Linked DNA regions of Mus musculus: region 1 is linked to region 2. A link is a contact called in public Hi-C data. All regions are on one chromosome and are shown on one strand. The core of a region is the stretch at or near the end of the contact, and the rest is flanking DNA. Distances in the headings are between cores, read along the strand shown. Region 1 overlaps Lpin2 (lipin 2). Region 2 holds the start of Myom1 (myomesin 1).

The links. Hi-C and Micro-C count contacts between places; a contact is called where the count stands out from the background.
Region 1: a Hi-C map of bone marrow-derived macrophages shows a contact between it and region 2, with 18 read pairs. The contact joins the enhancer-like site here to the promoter of Myom1 in region 2. A contact is called at or near these places in 12 of 39 promoter capture datasets (the C10 cell line, the HPC-7 cell line, cranial neural crest and 9 more), 1 of 15 datasets of contacts at CTCF or cohesin (large pre-B cells), 2 of 484 Hi-C or Micro-C datasets (bone marrow-derived macrophages and embryonic fibroblasts), 1 of 115 datasets of contacts at active chromatin or transcription factors (the HPC-7 cell line) and 5 of 9 other capture datasets (adipose tissue, embryonic stem cells, liver and 2 more).

Annotation. Positions count from the first base shown.
Region 1 is chr17:71,247,175-71,254,171 of GRCm38.p6, reverse strand. It overlaps Lpin2 (lipin 2), which reads right to left. Exons shown (of 20, transcript NM_001357791.1): 20 at 4,354-6,997. Emilin2 (elastin microfibril interfacer 2) reads left to right here. Exons shown (of 8, transcript NM_145158.4): 8 at 1,079-2,000. The coding sequence ends at 1,416. Among named protein-coding and RNA genes, the nearest start is that of Emilin2, 60 kb to the left of the region's middle. Within about 2 kb of position 3,306, at least 104 of the 459 cell types and tissues checked have an H3K27ac peak or open chromatin away from gene starts, as enhancers often do. A contact at or near this core is called in the HPC-7 cell line, adipose tissue, bone marrow-derived macrophages and 2 more, where this site is marked.
Region 2 is chr17:71,015,180-71,022,499 of GRCm38.p6, reverse strand. It overlaps Myom1 (myomesin 1), which reads right to left and starts at 2,943. Exons shown (of 37, transcript NM_001083934.1): 1 at 2,849-2,943.

The sequences.
Region 1 (6,997 bases), core at 2,057-4,556, 230 kb before region 2:
TGGTTGTGGGGACCCCCCTGTCCACTCACACAGGCTGGTGATCTTTACGAGCAGGCTGGGACTATGAAGGAAATTCCAGGAGGCCCTTGAGCTAGGCTTGCCCCTGTTAGACAGGCGAATGGAAGCTTGGCTCAGTACACTGGGGCCTGAACAAGATTCTAGGAGTTATAATCAGGATACTATTTAAATAGTAAGCATGGAAGGGGCAGGGTGGACCCAGGCATACTTGAAGGCTAGACTCTTAAATGGGTCTTTTGTTTCAGGACCCTAATTTCATGGTGACATCTAGCTGTTGAGTATGAAGGCCTGATACCCCTACCCACTCCTGGGTAGTCCATCTCTAGACACTTCCTTTGCCTTCCAGATTATATGGGCCCTGGGGTTAGAAGACAGTGGGGCTTCTGGCTACAAGTGAATATGACCTACACCCAAGAGGCTGATTCTTTTATAGATGAGGAGGGTTAGCGTGGCCTCCTAAGGCTGCTGTCTAAGAGATTTAGGAAGGTTGTAACTTGGCAGGGGCTGGGCCTTGGTCCCAAGTCTCCAGGTCACACATGCCACATACATGGCAGACCAGAAATGTTGGTCAAATTGGCTGCTGTCCCAGTAGGGCCGTGGCTGGCTTCTGTTTCCTGGACTGTTGTAAATTTAGGCAAGAATTACTCTTAGTCCTGGGGTATTGGAGGTCTTACTCTTTGGATGTTACAAGCCCAGGACAGTTGGCTCTGAAATGAAGAGTGGCCCAAGTCTGTGGTTTGCATGTGTGAGAGGCCACACTGGGGCTGTTATGTGCATGGTAGAAAGCCTGTCTAGAATGCACCTGTCACTGGGGGGGGGGCGGTGATATTCATTCTGGGAACAGAGATGTGAGTAGGTGGTACACTCTCAAGTCAGCCTTCCTTCTACAGGTTTGGTGACTAAGCATCTTGACCTATCCAAGTCAATGGGTGCTAAAACCCAGGGGGCAATCGGTGGCAATCTCAAGTGGCCTTGTGTGAGATGGGTCCAAGGTAGTCTGAAGCCAGGGTGTGGGCGTCAAAGACACCAGATCAGCTCACCTGTGTCTGGCTTTTTGTAGGGATCTTCACCGCACCATACGACGGGCGCTACTTGATCACAGCCACCCTCACCCCTGAGAGAGACACCTATGTGGAAGCCGTCCTGTCTGTCTCCAACGCCAGTGTTGCCCAGCTGCACACGGCTGGGTACAGGAGAGAGTTCCTGGAATACCATCGTCCCCCTGGGGCTGTGCATACCTGTGGGGGCCCGGGGGCCTTCCACCTCATTGTGCACTTGAAGGCAGGAGATGGAGTCAATGTTGTGGTGACTGGGGGCAGACTGGCTCACACAGACTTTGATGAAATGTACTCCACCTTCAGTGGTGTTTTCTTGTACCCTTTCCTTTCTCACCTCTAGGGAGACCAGGAAGGGAAGAAAGGCTGTGAAAACTCCAAAGCTTTAATATATTTGGTTTATGTAACTGGAGCACTGATCTAGCTTGCTGCACACACTCTGCCTGCCCCCAGGATAAAAGCCTGCCATCCCTCGTTTCCAGACAGCTGTGGAAGTGACACATGGTTACTTCTGTCACTGGACAACCAGAAGACTCGTTATGTCCCCTTGGCTGGAAGCTGGCTTCTCCTGTGCCGCCTATAAGCCAGCTCTGCTCGAAGTTCTTGGGTTGAATCTACTTGGTGCTGTTCCGACTGGCCTGGGCCTGATGCAGCTGGAAGACACTGTAGCGGATGCGCCTCTCTACACTGCACGTAGAAGATTTAAACACTGAAGTGCTTATGTGGCCTGGACCCAGAGAGTTTAACATGGGCTGTTGTTCCACACTTGGTTGCTGTTACCGTCTGGTACTGATCTCTGTTCCCCTGGGCCCTGCTACCAAGGTGGATGTGAGAGACATTATTTATGAAACTTGCCAGGCTCCTTAAATGACATGTACAATATAAGTGCAAAGACAGGGAGCGTCAATAAAGATGTTGGAATCACTATGTTCCTTTTCTGTATTTGGCGCCTTATGGATTGGGAGTTACCGGGGGCGGGGGTGGGGTGGGAACAAACTAGAGCATTTTTTATGGCTGAAAGAATACTGTGTAAATTAACCCCAGTCGTTATGTAAAACATCCCATACCTGCCAGCTTCCAGGCTTTAGACATTTGGGGTTTGATTTTGGCTGGAAAACCACATCCAGATGTCCTTGAAGGTCAGGGTGTACCGTGGCCCTGCGGCTGAAGAGGGCCTCTGTTAGGGGAGGTGAGCTGGTTGCAGGCTAATGAGCCTGACTTCTTGTTGCTCCACTGCACAGCTCACTGGCAGAGATAGCACTACAAACTCTGGCTACAAACTCTGGTTCCTAAGCAACAAGCCCCCCCCCCATATAAAATGGGGGGCCGGCTGGAAACGGAGATCATTTGAGAAGACAAGCACATTTGGGTCTGGGAGGCCTGACACGACACTTTCCCAACAGCAGCACACAGCTCTAGGCACCCAGGTCTGTCAGCCAGCACCTGTAGGGAAAGGCAACTCCCCCAGGTCCCTAGTGGAAGGCGCAGACAGGGAAACCAGTTTCAATAGCCTTGCCTTGCTCCTAAACCAGTTGGCAGAAGAGTCTAATGTAGTCAAAATATACTAGGTTCCAAGGACTGTCTGCAAAGTTATTATGGGATATTTGGAAGGCGGGTCATGGACTGCCCGGTTTTCCACAGCTGGGGAGTTGGCTACCAAGGTCAGCGTGCCCTCTGCTGTCTGAGAAATGACGCATGGAAAACCCTGAGCAGCAGTACTTTTAGGAAAGCCCGGCTGGCTCACACGAATGTTTCTGTCCGTTTCCTTCCCTCTTCTTTGAAGACCATATTCAGTGCCAAAGTGGCCAAGTGTTCAGTGGCTGTAAGGCAGGGGCCCGACCGGAGATGTACGGCCACTGTGTTCCCCATTCCCAGACAGGTCTCTCGAGCATCCAACAGACCTTGATCATCCAGTGTGTGACTTCGTTACTGGCAGAGGTGCACTTAGCTAGCTCGCTCTATCCAACAAGCAAGGCGGAGTGAGCTGGGCCACAGCAGTAGGCATGTGCTCACTGGAAGACAAAACAGGATGCAAACTGGACTCCAGCCCACGCAGGAGATGGGTTTAAAATGGGAGCCCCAGTCTTTTTTTGGAGATGAAAAACAGGGACAGCTAGAGCGTGTCTGGAGGAGGGGAGTTTGGAGCAATGGCCCCTCCCTAAGTCACCACACCCCTTCTAGTCATGTGTCCATGAGTGAGTCAGAGGTATAAACAGAGTTTAAGTACTTACTCAGTACTTTTAATTGATGCTGGCCTCAAGTAGTCCTCCTAAGAGGACTAAGTGACTGGTACATACCACAGGGTCACCAGGTTCAGGGTACAACTTCTCTAATCAGGGAGCTTTGGTGACTTGAGAAAAAGGCAGTGCTTTTTAAGAACTGGAGCAATTTGCCCTTGATACGTACCACCACCAAACGGCACCATTAAAATGACTAAATACTATTAAATGGGATCTGCAAGGAGGAATGCCTGAGGTGTATTTTAAATCATTTCCAGATTAGCATATAGTCAGCATTCCCAGTGACGATTGGTCTTGTTTCCCACGTATCTGCTTCATGAAAGGAAGTGGATACCATAACTCCAGGCCTACAGTCTCAAGAGTGGCGGTGTCTGGCCCCCATCCACTTTGTAAACACAATCTGTGCTTCTCTTGTGCCATCTTACCATGGAAGGAGGTACACATGCAGGTACAGGGGTGAGGGCTGCCAAACTCTATCCTCTCATAGCACTTAAAACTGCCTAGAGGAATCAGATATTTTCTAGGACAAAAATATAGCCCCACTGCCAAGACTTGTGGTTCCTGTGCGATCCAGCAGACGTAGTATCTGCTGCCCAGTGACCTGAGGGAGGATGATGTCACATTAACTTTTGCCATCAATCATATGATGTGGGCTTGTGCTACAAAAAGTTCATGGGTACTCTGTTAATCTGATGGACTGTTACCTGCTGCTACCCAGGAAAGGCTTAATAAAGGTGAGGCATTAAAACTGAGCAGCATGGCCAGGAGACTCTGAAGGGCTGGTGTGGGAACTAGAGTGTAGGGAAATGATGGATGGACAAATCACTTCTTGACAGAATCTACAAGGCAGACATAGTTCCTGTGGGCGGAGCTTCTCTTCTGGAGCCAGGGTTTGCAAGGGAGCAACAGGAAGAGGTCGTCCCTCCTTTAGACAAGCAAGTCAGCAAAGCCAAAGTGATGTTTATGTATAACTGGTAATTGTAATTATCAATCTCTGGCACTGATACGGTCAAAGTCCCTGAAGGAAGGAGCCCAATGCAATCAGTTTATGTTAGTTTATTATTGTAACATTTTTTTGTGAACATCAAACACTGCACCAAAATATGAGCCATTCATCTGAAGACAACATCTTTACCATATTGAAGGTACTGCACTGATGTTTACAATGATTACGGACAACTTAAAGCTGCTTAGTGGCACTGCTCTCTAATAATCAAGTACTTCATCAGCTGAATGGAATCATTAGCAGGGAACTCTTTCCTCTGCCTTCAGGTCAAAAAAAGAATTTTTCACCTGGAAAGAGCAATTCCTGGGGTTTTAAATAAACCTTAGCATGCTCTCAAACAAAGTTTCCCAGAAACTTGCTCATGTCGCCTGAACCGTTTCTTCTCTCAGATGATGGCTTTGAAGGGCACCTCAGAAGGCTGGACCCGCCCCACAGGCTGCAGGGAACAGAGGCTCCTGCTGCTCAGCTCGGGTCCTGGTCCACTCTACATTGTTTTAGCAGCTTTTGTTCTACGTTACTACAACAGCACATTTCTTTTTCCAACTGACTATGCAGATGGGTTAGACTACAGGAACTGCAGTACTGATCATATGGTTACACATGCATGCTCCAGGTCCACGTGTACACCCCACACAGCCTGACGGAGAGCAGCCATCAATTCTACAGCAGTGCAAGCTTCAACACTCAACACCAAACACTAAAATTAGACTGAACTGACGCAACAACTGACGGAAGGACTGGGTGGCTGGTCTGCCATAGTGTCTCTTCAGCATCACCTGTCATCGAGACAAGGTGACACTGCAACAAGCCATCCAGGGGTTTGTGTGCAAACACACTTAAGGGCATCTCTCTTTCACAGAAAGAACAAATGTCATTTGTAACAAATGGCAATGGATTTTCAGCACAAACCTAATACTTCATACACTACAGTAATAGTACTCATCTACTCTCAGCAAGGAGACTCCTTTAAATAAGAGTTACATTCATTATCCTAAATACCCACTCATCAATGTGCAGGGACGAGTGTCGCGCTAACAGACACGTGGACAGAAAGACCAGCCATCACTCTGCACAGGCCAGGAGACCCAGAGCCTACGCTGGACCTTCTGAAAAGGCCCGTGTGTCCAAAGAAAATGTCTGTTAGGAAAAGGAAACAGACTAGTGAGGCAAAGACTCCCTAAAGGAAAAACAGAAGGTCTAAGAGAAAACATAGGATTTTCTGTACCGTGGCTATTCTACCAAGCTCAGGTTAAGTGCACAATTCTTACTGTGGTGGTGATGGCTTAGGCTTCAAATCTCCCGTGGCTGCTTTAGTAGAGTCTTATTTCACTTAACTGGCGAGAACGTCACATGAACATAGCCAAGTTTCCCTACTACCTAACACAAGTAACTCACGGAGCAGAGGGAACACTTGTGGGAAACATCAGCACAGTGCCGGGAGCCTGCGTTGCTTCTCTGGGACTACGTGCCTCCAGGGCTTGCCACGGACAACTATGTTTCAAATGGTCTTTTTCTTTAATTAAACATTGTTACCAAGGTCTCTGCATTCAACTGCAATACTGAAATGAGGCAAGGACACTCAACTCTCCAATCTGGAAAATAGCCACCCCTTTTCTTTTTTTCTTTTTTCTTCAAGACAGGGTTTCTCTGTGTAGTCCTGGCTGTCCTGGAACTAACTCTGTAGACCAGGCTGACCTCGAACTCAGATGGATTTCTTAGTAACTGCCCACACCCAGCTGGGCAAGGCTCTGCAGATCTGAGGACATAACTCTCCCTGGTGCCATCTGCTCCAACATTTGACAAGAGCACTTAACGAGGCCAGTGTCTGAGGCCGCCAGGGAGGTGCGGGGGTACCCCACATCCCCACGAGGCCTCATCTGCACTATCAACTGCATGAGGGTGAGTCAGAGTGATGGGCTGCTGCTGCTGCTGAGGTGTGGCTCTCAACAGGCACTCAGGAGCCTCTCTCTCCCAGGCCTCCATGACTGCATTACATGGTTGGAATCCAGATGACTGGTCAATGCCACTAGCCAAAGGCTTTCTCCTCAGCAAATATGAAGCCCAGACTTTCAAAAATCCTGTTCTGAAATAATCTGCCCCAAGGGCCACTTAAGTCAGGTGACAGTGTCAGAGAACAGGACTCCCAGGACCCCAGGCAACTGCCCTTCTACACTTCTGAGAAGCCACTGCCTTCTTTGTGATTCAAACCAAGGTCTCACCATCACTCCAGACATGAACTGTGCATTTGTTCTTCTGCTAGGTCATAACAGCAGCTTAAAGCGCTTCTTTCTCACTGCGGCGGGGACAGGTGAGGAGACGCTGCTGCTAGGGTGCTTTCCCCCCAACTTTACAGCCCATGCTGGGGCAGATGGGCTCACGGTGCTGGCACATGAAGCAGCTGTCCTAGTTCAGTGAGTGAGAGTGGAGGCATCCCGAGGAGGGTGTGCACGCAGAGCTGGCAGCACTAACTGGACCTCTGGAGAAAGCCCTGGTTAGAGAGAGAAACGATCCCAACTGACCAGTGGAGATTTGAACTCTTTACTTTTGTGTAGCAATGTGCTGGTCTATTCTTTTTCAGTTTCTGGTTTCTTCCTTTTTAGATGTGCAGCTGCGTGGTGCCCAGTACACAACTCCACAGAAGCACGTGAGAGCCCACAAGTAAAGGAGTGCAGGCTTTA
Region 2 (7,320 bases), core at 1,694-4,193:
ATGTAGTAATCATTTAAGAAAAAAATGAGCACCTTGTTGGGAGCCTGTAGTGATTCCAGCACAAGGACAGGGGGAAGGGGAAAAAAGCAACAAAAATCCCACTCCAAGCCGGGCGATGGTAGCACACACCTTTAATCTCAGCACTTGGGAGGCAGAGGCAGGCGGATTTCTGAGTTCGAGGCCAGCCTGGTCTACAAACTGAGTTCCAGGACAGCCAGGGCTACACAGAGAAACCCTGTCTCAGGAAAAAAAAAATCCTACTCCAATGGTCCAAGGCAGGACTCAGGATATATAATATCTCCAAATCTGACAATACATGACCTCTGAATTCCAGGCTCCAGAACTAAAAGGGAATACCATTCTGTGGGTTAAACTGTCTAGTCCTGGACACTCTGTTCTCATGGACCTAGCAGAGAAAACCACAGGTCACTTCCCTAGTCCTGGTGAATGATAACAATGGCAGCATTAGGAGCGGCGTAAGAAGCGCTCAGACTCTGTGCACAGTCTGAAGAGACAGCCAACGGTATTCACCGGATGGTCCGACTGGAGCATGAAGGAAAGGTTTTTTGCCTGGCTAGCTAGAAGACTGAGGCTGCCATTATCCGAGATGAGGAAGAGAAGAAAATATCATCTAAGGATGGGAAGAAAAAAACTCAAAACCAGCCTGAGATATTCTCCATCTGAGGAACCTGCTACACTATCCAGCTGAGGTTTTAAGTAGGAAGTCGGATGTGTGACTTTAAAGTTCAAGGTACGGGATGGATATCTGGATCTTGGAGGCAACTGCACATAGGTGAAGCTGGAAAGCAGAAAGCTCTCTGGGCGGTGGTGCACACCTTCAATCCCAGTGCTCTGGAGGCAGAGAGAGACAGGTGGGTCTCTGTGAATTTGAGGCCAGCCTGGTTTGTGCAAGCCTCAGATCAGCTAAGACCTCACGGTGCCACCCTTTCCCAGGCGGCAGGAGACGGATGTGAGTGACTGCGCACAGAAAAGCTGAACCTCACGGTCTGATAACTTCTATAATTGGGAGTTCTTTCAAATTGTGCACACATTACAAAAAGGCAGAACAGTATTTATTCCATATAGAAATATGGGAGAATCCATATAGGAATATAAAGAATCTGAGCTCGGTGTGGCTCTGGCATTTCATATCTATCTATCAGGTAATTGATTTTGTGCGTCTAGGGGGTGCATGTGTGTCACAGCATGTACACGGAGCACAGAGGACAACTTCTCAGCACCCGTTCTCTCCTTCCGTGAGGGCTCAGGGGACAGAATTCAGGCCACCAGGCTTAGCAGGAAGTGCCTTTGCTTACGGAGGCCTTGCATTTACTTCATGTGTAAATCATGTGTTCACCGAAAGACTACCAGCCACATGGCAAACTGGAGCAAGTCATAATTTTATAGACACCTCTCCTAGGTTTTTTAAAAAAACCTCCCATGTATAATATTATTATTTTCAAAACTATATAACAAAATTGTTTTCAAGCAAAGGTTTTTCTTTTCCTAACCTTGTTTTGCTTAAAATTCCTAACTGAGGAGTAAATCCTTTTAAATTTTTGTCATATTTAAAACTAAGTTTTATTTAAGCTGCTTAAAAAGTCAGTGTGTTCTCTTTAGAGAAGAAAAGCCAACAAACTTCACTCCTGAAATATGTATCTGAAGTCTCATGGGAAATACCAGTCTACATGACATTTTCTAAGAGAGAGAAAAAAAAAATAGCTACCAGCAAGCAACTGTGCTTCCTTAAATCCTTAAATAGATTGCCTTTTCTGTTACTAAATATGCAGAACTATACTTAATGGATAACTTTTGGGTGGCGTTTATAGTATAAAAGGGTTAGAATACACTGTATTATGAAGTGTTAGGTAAGTCTCTGTAATGATGTCATCAAAGTGACTTACAAATAATAAAAGCTCCTTTGCTGTGTTATATTATAAACTAACATTGCTACCCAGATGGTTCAAAATGCTATCATTCTCACAAAACAGATGGTTTAAGTGTCTTGTCCCAACTCCATTTTCCATTCTTCATTATCTGTCCCAAGAATACTTACGTGATTAACATCTACTACTTAGTACATTGGTTAAGCCACCAGTGCTGAACCAAAGTATAGCAGTGACCAAAGTATAACCAGCCAGTGAGCCAGGCTTAGCCCAACACACAACTGCCAGGATTTGTTAGAAATAAAGACTTTTTTATTTTTTTGTCTTCTGTGCTTCTGAAAACTAACTTTTATTTCTAAAAATAATCTCGACGGTTAAGAAGAAATACTACCTCCAAAATTGTAACCGTGCTGTAATATTCTGATGCGGGCAGCAGAGGCCAAAAGCTGATGGAAATTAATTACAGAAGGCAATCGCTCCAGGGTCACGGTGCCAGGTCTGCCACCTCTGTGTTACCCAGTCATTTTCAAGTCAGAAATATCACAATGCTCCTGAGAGAGAGGTCGTCCACACTGCTCTCTCATGGCAGAGTTCATCCTCTCGCTTCTTCCCTCCCCCATCCCTCTCTTCCCTTGGAGCTATGTCACCGGATCATGAATTAGTGGCTCTGAAGAGAATTTGTATCCTTCTAGCTTAATTTGCACTCAAGGAGCTCTGTAAATACTTCACTGCTCCTTTCCCTGAGAAAATACTTGCATTGGATATGAGACAAATGTGAGCTTGCAGTTCCAGAAACAGAGGCATATTCTTGTTTTCAAAAGAATACGGCAAAAACAGCCACCAGCCCAGGCAGGTACCTTACTGCTCCCGTCTCCCCTTCCAGGAGCTCCTGTCACTCCCCTGCTGAGGCGAGAAGGCAGACTGAAACTCCTGAGTACATTTGCCACCTCCATGTCACTTACCGGTTTCTGGGGTGGGGGTTACGGCCCACTGCCCTGCCGCAGTCGAGGAGCAGGAGAGAATGAGGGCCCACCTAGGTTGAATCCAAGAAAAAGTTAAGAGGCAGGGCTAGAGGCTGGATTCTGGGGGCCAGTTCAAAAATAATGCATGTGGTCAGGCAGCAGAATGTCAGGGCCCCACAGCCAGCCTTTTATGGCCAGGAAGGCAGATAAATATAGCAGCACATGGGGAGGGGAGTCCCAAACCCAGAGAAGAGCATGGCAGGAAGCTGCAGGAGCAGTAGGATTAGGTTAATGGCTCAATGAGTACGGCCTGATTAAACCAAATGGAGGACCGACTTAAATAGAGGATTCTACGGACTGTGTCCGATATATCTTTACTGCTTTGTATTTAAACATACAGGGCTTGTGTTCAGAGCTAAAAACAGGTGTAGGAATCCGATCCTCAAAATGGACCTCATGGAATCTTAACGCCAAGACGCGGCTTTGTGTGCGCTGTTTGTGACACATGGAGCACAGCGTTGAAAGACAACATGGGAGAGAAAGCTGGGGCTAACTAAAGGTTAGTGCGGAGGCTTTGGGACACTCGCTGTCCCTCTCTGTTTAGGAAAAGTGAATCTTAGCATCAGGTGCAATTGTCCAATTCCTCATTCATTAGAAAAAGGAAAAGAAAAATTAGGAAAAGGAATTCGTTATCTTATCCTTCCACACTCAAGAGCAGGCTCAGCCTAACTACCTGATTCTTTGCTTCCAACCAATGGTGTAATGAAGAAGTGGCCCAGCCTGACACATGGGCTCCATCCCAAAATCCTCGTGAAAAGAACCTGCAGCAGTGGTGCACATCTGTAATTCCAGAACTCCATAGAAACGGTAATTCCATGAGTCCTACAGCAAGATGACAGACAGAGGCAGGAGGATCTCAGCTAAGCTGGTGGCTCTTTCTCTCTCTCCCTCTGTCCCTCCGTCCCTCCATCCCTCCCTCCGTCCTTTCCTCCCTCCCTCCCTCCCTCCCTCTTTTATAAACACACACAGTAAACACACTAACAATAAACAGAAAGTAATCCATTATAATCTATAAACTTCAGAAACTATTTGCTTCAAGAATTCTACTTAGACCCCCTTGCAATAGACAAAAAGACACCTTGGTGGTGGTATTCGGTCAGGGCCAGAGCAGATGGCAGTCCTTTGTTCATTCTAGCTTGATACCTGGCTTGGTGGCCAGAGCTGTTGTATGCCTAGGACTCAAAAAATCAAGTCAACTCAAATGCAGGCAGCACAGCGCAGGAGAAAGAAGACAGATAGACCCACCCTCCAGCACATGGCACAGGCAGGCAGACCAGAGACACACTGCGTACTGCCATGTTAGCACAAGATGGAGGATGTCACCCAGGGGCCTTCCAGCTGCATGACCAAACCTGCAGTTGGAGCCACCACAATGTGTGAGTGTGTGGTGGTCAGATGTGAGAGAAAGAGAAACAGAGCAGCTTGGGCATTGCAAAGAGATGGGACTGGAGACTGAACGTTCAGGAGGAGTAGCTTCATGTGAGTGGCTAGCCTCATCCCCTGAGACCTTGGTGAGGTCCCAGTCAGAGCTGCCACTGAGGACCACATCTCAGTTCATGGCTATGCAGCAGCAGGGCATTGGTGTCAAAGTCTATGACTCATATTATCTCTAGCGAACATGGGATCTCCCCTGTTGGGGCAGCGACCTGGGACCACGTGAATATCCCAAGTGGGACCAGGTAGATATCCTAGCCCTGCCCCTCACTAGTTTCAGTGATGGAGAGTTGGCCCCATCTCTCACCAGCAGCAGCACTTGGGAGAGCAGTCTGTATGTCTGACCCAGGTAGCACAGTGCAGCTGGTGGCAGGGGTATGGGTGAACTAGCCTCAGGGTATGAGTATGGGAGAGCTGACCCTCCCACTCACAGGCTGCAGCATGTGGGGTAATGGGCACTGAACCAGGACTGGGTATCACAGTGGAGCTGGCTCTGGAGGTGTGGGTGCAGGTTAGCCAGTCCCAGGGGCATGAGAGCAGGAGGGTTGACCCTGCCTTCTGCCAATGGTGGCACTGGGTGGCCCAGCTGAAGCAGTATGGATAAGGGAGAGCCATCGCACTGACCAGCTCAGCAACCACTGGGGCCCAGATCCAGGGCTCTGAACTGGTCCACCCCCAAATCTCCATCATCTGTGAACAGTTGGGACACATGAAAGGGCTTCCAGTCCTGCTGTTCCAAAGCTGCAGATCTCCATGACACAGGACAATAACAGGATAACCAAGAGGAGTCCTGATGAGGGTCCAGCATTGATGGTGTCTTGGAAGCCAGAGATCTGGAATCAGATAAAGGACTCATTGCAATGAACATTTGCAAGTAAAGATGTGTAGGCAGAGGGACTTACTGTGGGACACACTACAGCTTCCACCATGAGATGTTTTCTATGCTTTGTTTGGTTGTTGTTGTTATTGTTGTTGTTTGGTGGCGGTGGCGTCGGTGTGTGTGTGTGTGTGTGTGTGTGTGTGTGTGTGTGTTACGGGGGAGGTTGCAAGGGCAAAGGGCAGACATGAGGGGGTGGGGAGATGAGAGGGCCTGGGGTGCATGATGTGAAACTCACAAAGAATCAATAAAAAGTTAAAAAAAAAGAATTCTAGTTAATAGATTTCCCTTGCATAGTTCCAAGAGATTTTCTTAAGTTTATTTTCTGCTGCTTATTGTGATCACACTATCTATAAAAATACCTAATTCTATAATTCCAGTCCTCTGTACCCTAAAAGAGAATTCTAGATAGTTTCTTTCCTTGAAGGAATGACTGGTTTTAAGGTAGATATACATTTTTCTCTTTAAGCTGATTAGAAAAATGTAAGTGTTTTCTGAGTATAAGATAATGATGAACTAAAAGACAAGATAAATGTACGAGTTGCATCTAGCCCCTAGAACTCTGCCTGCTCAGTTTCATTTTAGAGAAGGACACAGAGTAATTGTATCAGATCGTTACTCTATGTATGGGGGTGAGGGATGAAAGAAGCATCGTTCCGGGACGAAAAGTAAAGAAAACGAATAAGGACTAAGTTCCACCTAAAATTATTAATGCCTTCCCTTAGTCTGCCAGCTTTAATTCACAACTAAATCTCACATATCAACCACATGAAGAAAGAAAGATCTGCATCTGCTCAGTTTGGTTCATGAAGCATTTCTAGACAGCCTATCAATGGGCAGCAGCACGGTGGTACCCAGCACGCCGAGCACAGCTCAGCAGGATGGGAAGTCCCTAGGGACAGTTACATCATGACGGAACAGGTGAAATAAGCATCCTGGTTAGAGCTTCATAAGAGTAAACCTGAAAGAACCCCTCACCTTTACAAGGCAGGACTAAAGGGAAATCTAATGTTATGCTAAGGGAAGAAACTGTGATCGAGACAGAAATGTGCCCTGTGGTTAGAAATGTCCTTCTCTCTCTAATGAAGATTCTTTAAGCATAAGAAAAATCTTAGCTGAATAGTTCCAAGAGTCCTTTTGAAGGCTGCAGCTGGAGTTACCTATATTTTGTATGGTAACTAGCTTGTATCCTCTCTAGCTTACAGTTGCTCTGTGTGTGTGTGTGTGTGTGTGTGTGTGTGTGTGTGTATGTGTGTAGTATATGTGATGAATGTGTGTATGTGATGAGTGTATGTGTGTATATGTATGTGTGTGAACATGTGTGTATGTGTGTGGTGAGTGTGTAATGTGTGTGTGGTAAGTCTGTGTGTGTATGATGTATATGAATGTGTGTATATGTGTGTGAACATGTGTATGTGTGTGATGAGTGTTTATGTGTGTATTTGTATGTCTATAATGAGTATGTGTATGTGTGTGAACGTGTGTGTATATGTATTGTGTGAACATGTGTGTATGTGCATATGTGATGTGTCTGTGTATATATGTGTGTGTGTGTGTGGTGAGTCTGTGTGTATGTGTGTTCAGAGGTGGGGTCTCAGGTATCTGAGGTATCTGGCATCAAATCTTACTGTTTATTGAATGACTTCAAGAACCAATTCACCTCTAAAGCTCTGAACCTACTTTGTTCTCTAATAGTGTCTCTAGATTGATGTGTGTGTGTGTGTTTCTGCTCTGTCTTCACTCATAAACTGATCTGGAACACTTTGTTCTAAAAAAGGCAACTGCTTGGAGTGACAACTCACCTCTGAAATGCCCCTTCATTGGTATGTTTTGGGTTTTTTTGGGGGGGGTTGCTTTATTAATGTTTTTAATCTCTAATGTCCCTGAAAATAATCCAGATATGTTTGTGTTACCACTAAAGGCTGTGGTTTGCAAACAGGGGAGGGGGGCATGAGGAAGACAGGAGGGAGAGAAGACTGGGCCTAGGATTCTTATGAGGAGCCAAGTTTCACCTAGTTATTAAATGATCCAGTTCTGAACTAGATCTGGAGCTAAAATTAGAGCTATTTATCTGAGCACTGGCAAAACGAAGCCAACACAG